2 separate regions of the Mus musculus genome follow, and region 2 is linked to region 1. Evidence: chromatin contacts called from public HiChIP or PLAC-seq data. All regions are on one chromosome and are shown on one strand. The core of a region is the stretch at or near the end of the contact, and the rest is flanking DNA. Distances in the headings are between cores, read along the strand shown.

Evidence for each region. HiChIP or PLAC-seq counts read pairs in DNA pulled down with a chosen protein or histone mark.
Region 2: a contact with region 1 is called in an H3K27ac HiChIP or PLAC-seq map of embryonic stem cells, with 9 read pairs. The contact joins the promoter of Phyhd1 here to the enhancer-like site in region 1. A contact is called at or near these places in 1 of 39 promoter capture datasets (macrophages), 1 of 484 Hi-C or Micro-C datasets (nephron progenitors), 1 of 115 datasets of contacts at active chromatin or transcription factors (embryonic stem cells) and 3 of 9 other capture datasets (adipose tissue, liver and pancreatic islet).

The regions. Positions count from the first base shown.
Region 1 is chr2:30,335,167-30,338,651 of GRCm38.p6, reverse strand. It overlaps Nup188 (nucleoporin 188), which reads right to left. Exons shown (of 44, transcript NM_198304.3): 31 at 2,251-2,328; 32 at 1,925-2,010; 33 at 1,575-1,720; 34 at 1,247-1,428. Among named protein-coding and RNA genes, the nearest start is that of Sh3glb2, 22 kb to the left of the region's middle. Within about 2 kb of position 1,946, at least 21 of the 459 cell types and tissues checked have an H3K27ac peak or open chromatin away from gene starts, as enhancers often do. A contact at or near this core is called in embryonic stem cells, where this site is marked.
Region 2 is chr2:30,265,302-30,268,786 of GRCm38.p6, reverse strand. It overlaps Phyhd1 (phytanoyl-CoA dioxygenase domain containing 1), which reads right to left and starts at 1,968. Exons shown (of 11, transcript NM_001252570.1): 1 at 1,846-1,968. The coding sequence starts at 1,878.

The DNA.
Region 1 (3,485 bases), core at 697-3,196:
ACCGTCCCATGACACATATCAAAACACTAAATTACCGATAAAACACAGGAATGTCTTTTTATAGGATACATTTTGACCCATATCAACTAAAAATTCCTTTCCTTACTTTAAAAAGGGTTCAAAACTTATCTCTAACTCTAGTTCCAGGGCATCTAATTGCCCTCTTTTGGCCTCTGGAGGCACCAGGCATGCACACACACACACACACACACACACACACACACACACACACACACACACAAAACACTTAGATACATAAACATTAAGCCCGAGGACTGGACTTTGGTGCTAGTACCCACATAACAAGGCAGATCTACGTATGCCTGTATTCCCAGGTCTGAGGCATGCTGAGAATCAGTAGACTTACTAGGTCCTAGTGTGCCTGAGAAGCCATGAGCCCCAGGTTCAGGAAGAGACTCTACTTCAGAGGAGTTAGTAGAGACCGACAGAGGAAGACAATATGCACTTCTATGTGACTACAATTCATACCAAGACACTTAATAAGACTATGCCCCAGCATAAACGTACTTATTGTTTCCCACTAATAGTACTTGCTTTCACATCATACAAAACATACCCGAAATTCTTTTTAGAATAGGCAGGAAGTTAGAGGCTAGCCTGGGCTACAAAGTAGGACTACCTCTAAAAAAAAATAAATAAATAAAAAATAAATAAAAAGGAAAAGGCTGGTAGTAGAAAACATTGCTCTAGTCAGGCATAGTAGAGCATGCCTTTAATCCCAGCTTTTGGGTGGAGGAAACAGAGGCAGAGGCAAGAGGGCAGCAGATCTCTATAGGTTTTAAGTCAGCCTGGTCTACAAAGGACAGCCAGGGCTGTTACACAGAGAAACCCTGTCTTAAGTCCTGCCCTCACCAGAGAAAAGACTGTTCTATAGTGTATCCATTATCTCTTCTAGAGTGAGCCCTTAGGTTAAAGAGCCCATGCCTGCCCTATAAAGCAACCCTCTCTAGCCCACCCCTGCCCTCACTCTGCTCACACCAACCAGGGATCAGAACACAGCAGATGCTGACCTGAAGCTGCTCACACCTTCCACGGTCCACCCGATCTTCCCGGCACACGATGCCTGCCTGACTAGCTCTGCTGAAATGGCTGAGAGCCATGCCTCTCCCAGGGCTTCCCTCAAAGCCTGCGCCCACAGGCTCCCACCTTCCCGTCCTCCCCCAGGGTGGTGGCAGCCTTGAGTACAGCCTGTGTGCTGTCAGACAGCCTGCTGATGTCCCCTCACCCCATCACGCTGGTCCTTGTGCCGGGGCCGAGGGCAGTCATCTGTCTCCATGCTGTCCTTGTCCTCGGCAGCGCTGTCGGATGCCAGGCTGTGGCGGGTCTGATCAAAGAGTGCAATCACCTCTTCTTGGAGAGTCTCACAGACGTTCAGCACCAGCTGGGAGTACTGGGGGATATCACCGACTGCAGAACAGATGAGAGGGTGCTGTCACACAGGTGGGCCATTCTGACGAAAGGCAGTAGAGTACCAAGAGGAAGGGGAAGGGGTAGTGGGAAATAAAGCACTCCCGGTGTAAAAATCCCACGGCCCAGTTGGAGCTGGGGCTCACCTCGCAGCTCCTTCATCTGTAACACTGTGATGAATGCAGAGAACACCTTGGCCTTGGTCTTTTCCATGAGCTGCTGGTCTGCCTGAAGCACCCCTTCCAGGATCTCTGTCAAGGGCCCAAGGATTTTCTCCACAGCACCCAGCTCTCTGAAAGACCAAGGCAGCAGCATGCCTCACTCAGTGTCCCCAGTGCCCCTCAGAAGCCACAGGCAGTCTCCCTCACTGCAGGCTTGTCTGCCGAGTTGCTCCATTTTCTGTGAAGTATACTAGACGGTCTGGGTGAGGAAGGGTGGGCAGGCAGTGCTGAGGCAGATGGAGCCTCGGGCGGCCAGCTCTCGTCCCAGCACTCACCTCTTCCACTGGCGTAGGAGGATAAGCAGCAGGGTGCACATCATGGAGCCCAGCCGGAGGCAGTTCACAGATGCTGCCACAAGGAGCTGAGGGGAGGAGCGGCAGAGCAGTCAGGAGTCTGGCTGCTTAGAAGCAGCCTCCACTGCACAGATAGACACACAGGCCCTCCTCACCTAACCCTGACTTCTCCCAGGAGCAAGGAGCTGGGGCACCTCTTTATCACTGAGCCTCACCTCCAGGCCACCTGAGCACTGACTGACCGCCCTTTGAGCACTGAGAGCTCCCTGTGTGACCTTCAGGAAAGGGGAACTCCCGGGCATACTTACTAATGCTTTGGTCCCATCAAGCACATCAAGAAACAGCTGGCGCCGCACTGCCATGTCAGTCAAGTGCATGACGTCTGCCTGCAATGGGCGGGAGAAGGATTATGCTCAAGACAGACTTTAAGAACCAAGAAGTGAAGGGCTTCATGAGGCCATTCCCAATCGGAACTCCATCCATCCTTCCTGTGCTCCGCATTCTGCTCAGGCTTCCCAGGGACAAGAAGGTCACCTGCTGTAGGACCTTCAGCCCCACCTGGGCTCCCTCTAGCCCAGCCCTCCCTACAACCTCCTCCTTTTCGTTTCTTTGAAAGTGGTCTCACCATGTTGTTATGCAGGCTGTGGCTAACCCATGGTCCTCTGTGCTCCAGCTTCCCTGTTAGCATGTGCTAATAACCACACCCACTCATCGATGGCTCTGAACATACCAAGTGCTTTCTCCTGCACTCAACGCCTGCAGTCTCATCTGCCTAGACTTCATGCCGACATGCTCTCTGCCCAAGGCATCTTACATACTCAGGTGTCTGGCATTACTTCTCAGAGGCCACCATGGCTACTCTTATGTCATGTGTTAGCTATCACATCATCGTCCTTGCCATTATCATCAAGTACAACCCCCTTACAGTTTCATCTGCGAGTTTACAACTGACCTCAAGCCCTTATCTGCCCCCACCCCTCTCTCAATACACAGTGTCTCTGTGTAGCCTGGCTGTCTAGTAACTGACTTTGTAGACCAGGCTAGGCCTCAAACTCAAAGATCCAGCTGCCTCTGCCACCACAGTTAACACCCCTCCCAGCCTCCCCACCCCTTCTCTGACACTTTGAGTCAAACAGCAGTTTCCCCTCCCTTCACTCCTCCCAGTCCCCTTCCTACATTTCCATTAAAAAAGAAAAGAATGGACCTCCCAGGGATATCAAGTTAACCCATCAGAATGAGTTACTGTAAGACTAAGAACAAACCCTCAAAATTAGGCTGTACAAGCCAAGCAAGTCAGAGAGTCTCTGTGAGGCTCTAGGAGCACAGTTAGCGGGTTCTATGGGTCATCTTTCTTGCGCTGTCCTCACTTTGTGACCAGGCCTTCCCTGCTTATTCATTGCTATATCCTGTAGTGATAATTCTAGAGTTTTGATTTCTTTAAAAAAACACAGAAATTGCTGGGCAGTGGTGGTGCACGTCTTTAATCCCAGCACTTGGGAGGCAGAGGCAGGTGGATTTCTGAGTTCTAGGCCAGCCTGGTCTA
Region 2 (3,485 bases), core at 719-3,218, 70 kb after region 1:
GGAAAGAGCATTAAAGACAGAGAACAGGAAGTACAAAGCCTGTGGGCACTGGACGACTGGGAAATTGGGAAGGGCTGGAGCACAGGGTGAGGGGAGGATAGCCAGGGGAGCAGACAGAAGGGAGAGTGAATTTGCCCATGCTATGGCTTGTCCTGTAACCCCAAACCCATGCATTGGAAATTTTATTTCCATTGTGTTACTCAGTGTGGGCCGGCAGGGGACTGCCAGGACGCTTGAGTCAGCACCAGCACTAGGAAGGACAAGGCTAGAAAGTCCCCAGTCGCAGGACCTTGCTGGCTTTCTTTCTCCTGAGTGAGTGTGGGGAAGGCTAGGGGCTGTGAACACAGATGCCTGATTCTGACTTTGCCCCAAGTCTCTTTATTCTGAGGCTAGCCTAAGGTGCTGAGGCACATTACGTGTGTGACTGGGTCGCCTCTCAGAAGCTGACTGCTTGCTAGCATGTACAAGGACTGGCTCCTGTTCCCAGCACTGAAAACAAACAGAACCAACACAGTAAGGGACAGAAAGCAAGGATGTAAGCGTGGCCAGGCATGGTGGCCCATGCCTTTAACCCCAGCACTTAGGAAGCAGAGGCAGACAGAGCTCTGTGAGCTGAAGGGCAGTCTGCTCTACAGACTGAGTTCTAGGCCAGAGCAACAAACCATCACTCAGGGTTAACACAGGGAGGCCCTCCATGCTTGAAATCATAAAAACTGAACAAAAGTTCAGCACAAACTGTACAAAAAAATACTGACATGGGGCTTTGTCCCTCAAAAGATAGCCTGTGAGACAGAAGGAAAAGACAGACAGACTTCCACTACATATTTAGTCACAGACAAATTTGGGAACTGTGGCAGCAGTGGCAGCTGTCAAAAGAGAGTAGGTCTGTGTGAGTGCGTGTGGGTTGGGTGATGAGTGTTTGTCTGTGTGGTATGTGTGTGCTTTTATGTATGTGTCTCTGTGTGTATGTGCACATGGGTGCATTTGTGTGTGAGTGTGTGTGTGTGGTGTGTGCATGCATATGTATGTGTTTGTATGTGAGTGTGTGCGGTATGTGTGTGTGCATTTGTATGGGATGTGTGTGTGAGTATGGTGTGTGTGTGTGTGGTGTGAGTGTCTGTGTATGCATGATGTGTGGTGTGTGTGGTGGTGGTAATAGTGGTATATGTATGTGTGTTGGTGTGTGTGTAGTCTGTTTGTATGTGTGTGTTTATGTATTGTGGAGTGTGCCGTGTTTATGTGTGGTGATATGTGTGATGTGTTTGTGTATGTGTTTTGATGTGTATGTGGTATGCATATGGTGTGTGTGGTATGTGTGTGTGTGTGGGGTGTGTGTGGTGGTGGTGTGTGTTTCTGTATGTGTTGTGAGTGTTGGGATCAAATCTTGGAGCCTAAAGCAAGCACTCAACTGCTAAGCCCCAACCACAGCTCCAGGAGGGACTTTGAAACAAAGATCCTCGGCTAGATCTAATACATTAACAGTCCTGGCATATGAGATTGGGGGTGGTTAACTTAAAGTGTGCGTAGTCCACCCCCTGTATGGTAGGCTTTCATAATGAGCTGACCTAGCTACTGGCCTGCCCTATCCAGGCCTTCATCAACAGGCCCCTGGGGCTAGCTGGATTAGATAATCTGAATTGTGGTTTCTCTACCTCCTAGCCCCAACCCCCACTGTATCTGACCGGGGAGATGGCACCTGGGGAGGTGGTGTTGTGACCTGGCCCTCTTGGGCTTTGTTCGCAGAAATTAGGGTTGATATGCAGGGATCTTTCTCTCCTTTGTGAAATGTCAGAGGTAGTTCAAAGGTCACTAGAGGTCTGCACCCTCCAAACCACGGGCCCCTACCTTCTTGAGTTGTGAGGGACTCAGGCAGGCCATGGGGAATACTGCAGGACTCAGCTGGCTCAGCTCGATGGCTCCAGGGCTGGAGAGGAGAAAGTTCAGGAGGGGAGAAAGACCAGTGACTGAGGCCCAGAAGGATTTAACTCTTACCTACCCAGAAAATATTCAACCCCATGCTCCACCCTTCCAAACAAATCCAGTCTGTGCCTTCCACCCAGGGCCCAGTCCCTCCCCTTGCTCCTCCCCCATTTCTGACCTTGGAGGTGGGCCCAGTCTCAGCCCTGGCCCAGCCTCCAGTTAATCCAGGATTAGCTTTTACCTGTTTTCTTTCATAGGCTGGCTTGATCCCTCAAGTCTTTCTCTAAAATTCACTCCCGGGCAGTACTAGTGTGTCTAGTGTGGGCTGGCAGGAGACTGCCAGGATGTTTGAGTCAGCACTAGCACGAGGAAGGAAAAGGCTAGAAAGTCCCCAGTCGCAGGATCTAAGTTTACCCTAGAGGGACATCTGTTAGACTGCAGGGCTTGGGCCCTGAGTGGCTTTGGACTGTGAAGGCCAAAGGGTCCTAGGAAGATAACTTTGTGTGCTTCTTCAGCTTTGATCTGGAGCCTCTGGATGCTGGAAGAAAGTCTATGAAGAGGTGCTAAGGAAAGGCAGATGAGCGTCCTGGGGAACAGAGCCAGGGGCCTCGGGATGAGGAAAGATAGAGATGTTTTCTGCTCTCCAGCCTCAGACCCTCAGACTGGTGTCTACGGTGGGGTGGCAGGGTGGCCAGAACCACAGTGAGCTCTGAAAAGCTGCTCACTGGCCTTCCCAGAAATGGTGCTTTGTACAGCCAGGGGACAGAGTGTCTCAGGAGTCAGCAAGGGGACATACTGCTCAGCTGTCAAGAGCCTTGGCTCCTGACCAAGTGTTTTTCTGGGCCATAACAGTGGGAGCTACTGCTTTGTCTGGGCTGTCCAGGCCTCAAGAGAGCCAGTGAGGGCTGTGGCCACTGGCCCCTAGGGCTGATGGAAATTCTCTCGGGTCAGGCTGGAGAAGGCTTGGAGACAGACCCGGGAAAGTCACAAGGCAGGGCAGGCAGAACTTGTCCTTTCTGATGCAACCGCTGAGCAAAAACAGACACTCTACCAAGTTCCAGGAACAAAGAGCAGAGAAGGCCCCCGCTGCTGAGCCAGCAATGGCCTGGGGACCTCACCAAACCAGGGGGGGGGGGGAGGCTCAGCCAGACAGGTGGTCCTTTACTTTCTCTGCAGTGGGTGTCTAACAGGCCAGGGTGAACAGCAAGTACTACTCACTGCTGATAAGCAGCCTGGGATTAGCATCTAGGAAGTGCCTTCCCACTGCTTCACCCAATGCTACAGGGTGAGCATGAGTGGGTGGAAATAAAACTTATTTCTTCAGTTTCTCCAAATTTTCTAAGTTGTTCTTGAAGGTAGGGATTAGGCCCACACTGTGGTTTTAGGTAGGGTGGTGAGGCCTGGGTGGATGGGCAGGCTAAGGGGCCTCTGTTCTATTCACTCTGCTGGCCTCAGGGGGAGGGTGGGTGGTGTTCCCACATCTCCTTTTTTTCCTCAGAAGCTAACCAGTTCCAGACTGAATTCTACAGGTCTGGGGCAGAGGCCAGAAAGTCTCTCCCAACCCC